3 separate regions of the Oryctolagus cuniculus genome follow, and regions 1 and 2 are each linked to region 3. A link is a contact called in public Hi-C and Micro-C data. All regions are on one chromosome and are shown on one strand. Each heading gives the region's core, a stretch centred on a gene start, on an enhancer-like site or on the middle of the called end of the contact. The rest is flanking DNA. Distances are from core to core; before and after follow the strand shown. Region 1 has its middle 69 kb from the start of GPAM. Region 2 overlaps GPAM (glycerol-3-phosphate acyltransferase, mitochondrial). Region 3 overlaps LOC100344092 (guanylate cyclase 2G).

What was found. Hi-C and Micro-C count contacts between places; a contact is called where the count stands out from the background.
Region 1: a Micro-C map of ear pinna shows a contact between it and region 3, with 2.8 times the contacts expected there. The contact joins two enhancer-like sites. A contact is called at or near these places in 2 of 6 Hi-C or Micro-C datasets (ear pinna and an unstated tissue).
Region 2: a contact with region 3 is called in a Hi-C map of embryonic fibroblasts, with 2.8 times the contacts expected there. The contact joins two enhancer-like sites. A contact is called at or near these places in 3 of 6 Hi-C or Micro-C datasets (embryonic fibroblasts, psoas muscle and skin fibroblasts).

What each region holds. Positions count from the first base shown.
Region 1 is chr15:18,060,088-18,062,787 of mOryCun1.1, reverse strand. No RefSeq gene overlaps it. Among named protein-coding and RNA genes, the nearest start is that of GPAM, 69 kb to the right of the region's middle. Within about 2 kb of position 1,322, at least 6 of the 8 cell types and tissues checked have an H3K27ac peak or open chromatin away from gene starts, as enhancers often do. A contact at or near this core is called in ear pinna, where this site is marked.
Region 2 is chr15:18,039,241-18,041,940 of mOryCun1.1, reverse strand. It overlaps GPAM (glycerol-3-phosphate acyltransferase, mitochondrial), which reads right to left. Exons shown (of 21, transcript XM_008270504.4): 13 at 1,880-1,995. Among named protein-coding and RNA genes, the nearest start is that of GPAM, 48 kb to the right of the region's middle. Within about 2 kb of position 1,395, at least 1 of the 8 cell types and tissues checked has an H3K27ac peak or open chromatin away from gene starts, as enhancers often do.
Region 3 is chr15:17,909,019-17,911,718 of mOryCun1.1, reverse strand. It overlaps LOC100344092 (guanylate cyclase 2G), which reads right to left. Exons shown (of 22, transcript XM_051823695.2): 21 at 1,739-1,844. The coding sequence ends at 1,740. Among named protein-coding and RNA genes, the nearest start is that of TECTB, 19 kb to the left of the region's middle. Within about 2 kb of position 1,433, at least 6 of the 8 cell types and tissues checked have an H3K27ac peak or open chromatin away from gene starts, as enhancers often do. A contact at or near this core is called in ear pinna, where this site is marked.

The DNA of each region.
Region 1 (2,700 bases), core at 73-2,572, 150 kb before region 3:
CACTCTTCAGTTGAGAGCTGCACTGATGGGAATGCCCCAAAGCTCCAGCCCAAAGCAGTTCCCCCAGCAGTCCTGGCAGCCCATGGCCTGGTGACATCACCACGTGCACCCCACCAGTGTCCCCACGTCATCCCCTCCAGCACTGCACAGAGTCCTCAGACTCTGCCCGACCTTCACCTCCAAGGCGCTCATCACGATGGAGGTCTTCACCCAGATCCCTGACCAACGAATACCCTAGCCTTTCAGACAAGCCCGTGGCTGGACGACCCCAGCAGGTGGCTCTTTTCAGATGGGAGGAATGGTTGCTGGGACAGGAGCATCCCCACGAGGAGAAGACCAACAGGGCAAGCAGGCCCAGCACTCAGTGAGTGAGGCTGAAACCCCGACAAGAACTCTGCACCCAGCCCTGTCTAGCAAGTCCAGAGATATGGGAGGGATCAGTGGCACCAACCGCCACTTCCACCAAACTGACACCTCCGCCTGGGGACGCTGTGGGCACACAAGCTGCAGCAGGACCCACAGGAGAAGCCTGGCCCAAGGCCATGCCTGAACGCACCTGCCCCGGGGCCACATGACACTCGCTGGCTCCTCCTGTGGGCGGTGGGAGCCCAGCCCAAAGCCAGAGTGGGATGTGGAGATAGTCCCCCCAGAAACCTGGCCCAGAAGCACCTAGAGGAGGGAGCCAGGCCTAGAGCCAGCCTCCTGGGTGGCTTTGCTGCTCCTGGAGCACACACGCCCTGTGGTTTAAGTGAGCTCCAACTGCGCGCAGGGCCACGCCAGCCCCCCACATCCCCTGGGGGGGGGGGCGGAGGTGCGGGGAGGGGGACAAGGACAAGAGCAAACGCACGGAGAAACCCACCCTGTAGGGAGGGTGCCAAGGCGACCCGAGGTGCCTGTGCAGGCAGACACACGCTGGGGCCGCTAGACGGGTCCCCCAGGGCTCACACTGGCAACAGCTGGGGCAACAGTTGGTCTGCGAGTACCCAAGCAAACAGCGGCCACACCTGAGGGGCGGCGCAGAACAGGGGGCTGCAGGGGTCCAGGCTGCGGGAAGCTCAGGCTCGCAGCAGCCTGGGAAGCCCGCACCCGCGACTGGCGGCCGTTTGCGGGGTGCTGGCGCCCTCTAGTGGACGACACGGCTGCCAGCTCCCACCCGACTCCGCCCGACTCCACCCTGCACAAAGTTTGCAGGGCCCAGTTGTGCGGCCAAGCCAGCACGGTAGCGTGTAGGATGCCTGTCTTCCCATAGACCCCAGACACAAGGCGACCCTCTCCCCGGCTTGCCCCGCTGGTCCGTTTTACAGGTGTGGAGCCGGCGTCTTGAGCAACCATCAGACCCGGTGCGCGGCCTCCCTGGGAGCAAGCGAGCCTAGAGTCGGCGAAATGGGCCGAAAAGCCCTGGCCGGACACCCCGCCGTCCGCGGCCACGGCCAGTATCCCTGCGCGCTCCGCAGACGCCTGGCCACACCCACTCCGACCCCTTCTGCCCTCTGTCCGTTCCGTCATAGGTCCCGTCCCGGGGATGAAGTCCCGGCGCCCCCTGGTGGACGCAGCCAGAATGCCCTGCTGCCTGGTGCGGGCATAGCCTGGGTTCCGCTCTGGAAGACAGAGCGGGCTGGCGGGTGCCAAGGCATTCGTCCGTAGGCTCCTGTCCCTGCTTACAGGGTGGCTCGAGAGGCCATCCGGAAAGGGGCAGACCCCTTGGCGGAGCCCACATCTAAAAAGCATTTCCGCTGCCCCAGGCTGGAGCAGACGCTTGGTGCATGTCCCTTACCCCATTGCACAATCCCTGTTCGGGAGGGCGGTTAAGGCAGACGCAAGCACAGGTCGCACAGCTGGGAGGGGCAGAGCCGCAGGCAACCTCAGCCAGATCCCAGGCACAGAATCAGGGAGCTACAAAAACCCTGGGCCACATGCGCAGACAATGCAATTGTACCGGAGCAGCCCCAGGCCAGGCCCTGCCTTGGCTGTTCAGGGCTCCGCAGAGAGAAAGTTGCGAAATGGCCTCGCAGGTCACAGCCTTCTTTCCTGCGTCACCCGAGGCAGGGCGGTGAGCCTGGCCAGTCCGCCACTACCAGCGCATCCCCGCCCCGCCCCCCGCCTCTCCCCCGCCTCCCCCGTCCTGGCCTGGGGGACTGGGGGGAGGGGGCCACTCCTGAAGCTGACAAGGGGCCTGGGAAAGGCTTGACCTGTTTTTTGGCAATGATTAAATCCCCTGCCTAGTACAAGCCTCCCTTCTATCTCCCCTCACTCATCCCCGACGCCACCCCCACACGTGGTGACAGCAGGGACTCAGCACATCCAAGGTCAAGGAAACCCGGGACTCTCCCGGCCAGGCCTGGGTTTGAGCACCTGCTGCTCACCCTGCCCTGACCCTTGGGCGGCTGGCAAGACTTTCCGCACGCCCACCTGCTCACCTGCTCAGGAGCCAGCAGCGGCGTGGCCACCTGTGAGGCCGACAGCTCCGCCCCTGCGCTCAGGCGTTTCTCCCCTGAAACAAATCAGTCTGCCCACTGCGAGCTCAAATGGCTGCTGCTTTTCCGTTTTAAAGAAACACATGTGTGTAGAGCCATTGCGTTCCATGGTGTGTAAGAAGGGGGGAGACGTGCACCCCATGATTACATGACCCTTGACCCTTGACCTCTGCGCCAGGGGATCATCCAGGAGGCCTGAGCATGGCAAACAGCCAGGCGGGCTGTC
Region 2 (2,700 bases), core at 146-2,645, 130 kb before region 3:
CTGATACCTGCAACACTGCCTCACTCTTCTAGTAGCTACTCATCCCATTAAAATGAAGGTGTAAAAGTCAGAAAAAAGGCAGATCTGAAGTCAGCCAAGTCTGGGCTCAAATCCTAATCTCTACACTAATTAATTTCATGACTTGGGCAAATGACTTAAATTTCTGAGGTTTGGTTTCCTCATGGGTACAATGAAAACACCAGCCAGCTCAGTGAGCTGAGAGGGAAATGATGGCCTGGCACAAAGCTTCTAGGACTAGGTGCTCAATATATTTGCAGTTCCTCTTTCCAACCTGGCCCAGAGGTAAGGAAAGACAGGGAAAAACATATTTAAGAATGATGGTAGGGCATAATGCAACACTTTGAATTCACAGAAAATGATAATCGTAGAAATCAAGTATGAGCTCATCCATGGAATAATCGGAATTAAAGGTATTGTTTGTGACTTTACTGAGAGATGACAATGAATCCATGAAAACTGCACTCTTTTTTCTTTTTTTAACTTATTTGACAGGTAGAGTTATAGACAGTGAGAGAGAGACAGAGAGAAAGGTCTCCGTTCCGTTGGTTCACTCCCCAGATGACCACTACAGCCAATCCGAAGCTAGGAGCCACATGCTTCTTCCTGGTCTCCCATGCGGGTGCAGGGCCCAAGGACTTGGACCATCCTCCACTGCCCTCCCAGGCCACAGTACAGAGATGGACTGGAAGAGGAGCAATCGGGACTAGAACCTGGCACCCATATGGATGCCAGTGCTGCAGGCGGAGGATTAACCAAGTGAGCCACAGCACCGGCCCGAAAACTGCACTCTTAACTGAAGTTGTCTTCAGCGTACTAAAAAAAATCCAGGACTGTATTTATAACCATTAAAAGGAAATGTTATATTTAGTTTCTTAAAGCATTTGTGTTATAAGTGGAACACACTTATAAAACTGTATAAAATGTTTTTGGAGACCAGGGAGCAATGATGCTGGTTATTTAAGTACTTGCTACCTGTTTCATCTTTTGACAATCAGGAAGTATTATTTTTCACATCCAGATTTTAGGCCGGGGAGAGACACAAACAGATGTGATAGGAAAGAATCTTCCAGTCTAGAGGCAGGAGGGAGAGGGAGCAGCCAGAGCAGAAGCAGCAAGAAGAGGGAAGGAAGCCCACACCACAGCATGGGCAGGAAGTGGGAAATCTGACCACGACCGGGGCCCAGGGGCCTGGAAGAGACCCCCATCCCCTGCAGCTGACCGCCAAGGGACCACGGTGCTGCCTCAGCATCTTACAGCAACCTCTCCCACAGGACACACGGCTGCGACTTGGAACTCAATGAAGGTTAGCCTTGCATTCAACCCCACTTGGCGCTGGGCCTCTCCCACTTGAGTCATTTGTGTACGACTACTTCACTAAGAACAGAAGCTCTTGGCGTGCAGAACCACTCATATCCAATCTGCAGTCCCAACAGCTAAAACAAAGCTTTACCCATAAGAGCCACTCAATATTTGCTGAATAAAAGCACTCCTGGCGTCAAAGGAGAAAGGAATATGCAACTGTAAATCTAGATATTGTAGCACAAATTAGCTCAAAACACATCTTCATTAGCAAAAGAGGCCATGAGGCATTTTGATAATAATAGTTTACAAAACACAAGAAACACAAGAATATTGGCACCTTCTAATGAGCAGAAACCAGGTAAGATATTTTATGAATATCCTCTCAAATCCTCACAATATCCCCTTCTGTCTAATATCCTAAGTATCACCACTGGGGAATATTGGTAATAGAACTGGGCGTGGAAAGCAACCTCAGCGGATTCCAAAAGCTGTGTGGGGTGGACTGCACCGCTCTGCCCACGAGCTGTGAGATCACAGGATGGGGTCCTCCACTCACTGAACAGAATGTGCTCGGCCAGATTTGCAATCAGCCTCCTGCGGAAGGACTCATCGGCGACGTTTCTGGACTCACTCACGGACCCATCGACACCTTCATCGGCAGCATCGTTGGGTCTGAAAAGGTTTTGGAAATTAGCCTTGAACAATTCCACTCTATTACACAGTAAATCATGTGGGATTAATCCACAAAGGTATGAGGTACTGCCAATTAGGAGATTTTAAATCTGAACAATAAATAAATTATTCCTATAGACTGTTCTCCTCCATAACATACTTTATTATGCTTGAAACACTCTCCTGGCCAAATTATGCTCTTTAGTTGTGAATAAATTAACTGTTGGTGTATCACTTCCAAAATCTACAGGCAGAAAGAATGCATAAAGGATGATGCCTCCTTTTATAGCACATCCAAAATGTCACCACTTTCATGGAGCCGGCATTGTGGCCCAGGAGGTGGGACCCATTGCCTATGACCCCAGCATCCCATATGTCAGTGCCAGTTCCCAGTCTGGCAGCTCTACCTCTGATCCAGCTTCATGCTAATGCAACTGTAAAAGCAGCATATGAGGCCCTAAGTGCTTGACCCCTGCCACCCCTGTGGGACGCCTAGATGGAGTTCTAGCAATCAGCCTGGGCCAGCCCTGGCCATTGCAGCCATCTAGGGAATGAACCACCAGATCGAAGACCTCTCTCTCTCATTCTCTCTCTCTCTCTCTCTCTCTGTATATGTGTGTCTTTCTCTCCCTTTTTCTTTCACTCTGCCTTTCAAATATATCTTTAAAAAAAAAAGTTAACATTTCCACACATTAAAAGAAAAGC
Region 3 (2,700 bases), core at 184-2,683:
AAGGTGTCTCCGGTCAGCCCTGTCTCTAAGGCCCTCAGGTCTCTTGCCAGCAATGGTTAATGTTAACCACTAGCCCCACGATGCTTGGATGCCTTCTTTCTCTAAACTTCTCTATTAAGGAACTAAGAGAAAATACTTTCAAAACAATCTTCCTTGTGTTCACAGTGGACACAGAAAAAAAAAAAAACTGGACATAGACTGTAGGAAACTGCTTCCACCAAAATCCATGGTTATGATCCCTAAAACTTCTCTGTCTCTCTCTCCAGATATGTGTGTGTATACTCAGTATGTGTGTTGTGTATGTGTTCCTGTGTGTATATGTATGTAAATGACACATGTATATGGATGTCTATGTGTGCAACTGTATGTATGTTTTGTATATATGTGTCTGGATGCCACATGTTTATAATGGTTAAGGAAAAGGACAGAAGTCACAAAGTCCTAATTACATAAACATGATGTGTGTAAGCATGTGGGCCAGGACTAGAAGTAAACACACACTGAGTAAAATACAAATATGGGGTAATAACAGACAATTGCCTTATCCAAGCCATCTCTGAATCTGCAGGTCGTCTTCTAGAGCCCTTTTAATGTAACAGTTGCATTCGCACTAGGGATGCCTCCTTTCCCCCATTGCAAGAAGCCAAAGATCAAGGGAATGTCATGTCTTTGGTGCCCCCTCCCCACAGTGTGGTGGTGGGTGGCACAGAGTAAGTTCAGCAGGAAAGGGTCACCAACATGAGGCCTGATGCCCTAAACCCAGCTGCTCTGCCAGGTTCCGGAGCAATGCCACAGACGATGCCTGCACGTGAGGAGCTGCAGCAGATGAAGAAGTGCTGAGAATGCATCAGTGGCTCGTAAATCTAAGACAGGAACCACCAGATGAACGGACCCGGAAACCTGTTCTTTGGAAAGAGGGAGAAGTAATCCTGGCAGGAACAGAGGGGCTCGTCTTTGTGTGCTGGAAATATTTAATGAAGTCTTCGTAAGTGAATCAAAGACCCCACCTAAAATTCAAGCTAGAGGTTTTGCTCGGTGAGTAGGAAAGGCAGTAAGCGATACTTGGGGGACAGGATGAGATCTGCGTGGAAGCTGCCGCACTCCCGGGAATTTAGGGCGGAGCAAGGCCTTCCAGCCTCTGCAGTGGGCCTGTCTACTCGCAGTAACTTCAGCTCTGCTGGACGCCAAGAACAGCCTAGATTTCGGAGGTTTTTTCCCATACTGGACAAATTCCAGAGATCCCTTTGATAAGGGCTCATATCTCCTGGCAAGCATATTAGCTAATAAGGAAAATAAGCACTAATGGTCAGGAAGCAGCCCCCTTGCAAAGCAAAGCGCCTGTGACTGCAGGCTGCAGCCTCCTGCTCCTCCCGGTCCCAGAATGACGTGTTTCACTGCAGATTCAGAAGTTACTGGGCTGGAAATATCTGGCAGCTAGGGCTGGCTATCTGGCAGATAAAACAGCAGTCCCTCAGGGCTGGGAGCCCAGTCTTGGTCCCCCCTCCCTCCGCCCCCCGGAAATGAGTTCACCATTTTCAGCTCATCCAAATCCACGTTGGCTCTGGAGCCAGCACAGGGGTAGGAAGAGAAAGTCAGACAGATGGCGCCCCCTAGTGGGAGATTCACTTAAGACCCCGGAATTACACTTCTTCGATGGGATATGGAGAGGGGTCCAAGAGGGGACCCCCCTGCAGACTTTTCATGTGATTCCACAAATATCTTAAAGGACAAGACGTACCTCACAAGGTCTCTGGGTCGTTAACGTCTTCCTCAGTAAATTCGGGGACTGCAACAGTGAGGCCTTCTTTGCCTTTCAACCAGAAAGTGGTTTGCTCTCCTTTGCCCTGCGGGAGGCAGCAGAGAGGCTGGTGTCACAGAGTGGGGCCAGCAGAAGCCACCTCCATGAGGGAAATGCCTCCTTCCAGACAAAATGCTGATTATTGTCTTGGGCTTTGCTCGCAAGCCTACTTGACTACTTCAAAAAAAAATCATGGAAAAAGCACATTCTGCACACACACACAAAATCTGCATGGATTTCAGAATTTTTGCAGCAGCATAGACATACATTTTAATTCCATTTTTGCACAAGATGTTTGATGTATCCTGGTACATAGTCAGCAATGGCCTAGCCAGAAGGGCCACTGGAGGTGAAATTTCATTGCAAAGAAAATCTTTTCAAAATAATAAGAAAATCTGTTTAATTCCTGCTATGAGCTGGACACCAAGAGAAGCATCCTGTGCATGGGTTCAGAATCAGTCCTCCATCTATACTTCAAGGGTGGGGTTAACATCATTCCCATTATACAGCTGACAAAGCCAAGCCCTCAGACCAGACATCCAGGAAGTAGTGGGACTGGACTCCAAGACAGAAGGGTCTTCTAGAAAGGTCTTGCTCTTAGCTGGAGTGAGGTGATGGAGAGGAGTATGCCAGGGCCGGCGGTGGCACACTGGAGAGCTGATGCCACCCCTTTCCTTTCACTTCTTTCTCCAGGGCCCCCTTACTCAAACGCCCCAGCCATAGTAACCACTGACCTCCCGCCCCATGTACACAGCTCCCAGGTGTTCCTGAGAGCATCTCCCGGGAGTATTTGCCCCTGCTCCCCACCCCAAGAAAGACCAGGCAAAAGGCAAATATGAGAACACATTGTAGGGCATTGCAGGGACAGAGGCCATGATGAAGGCGATGAAGCAGAAAAAAAT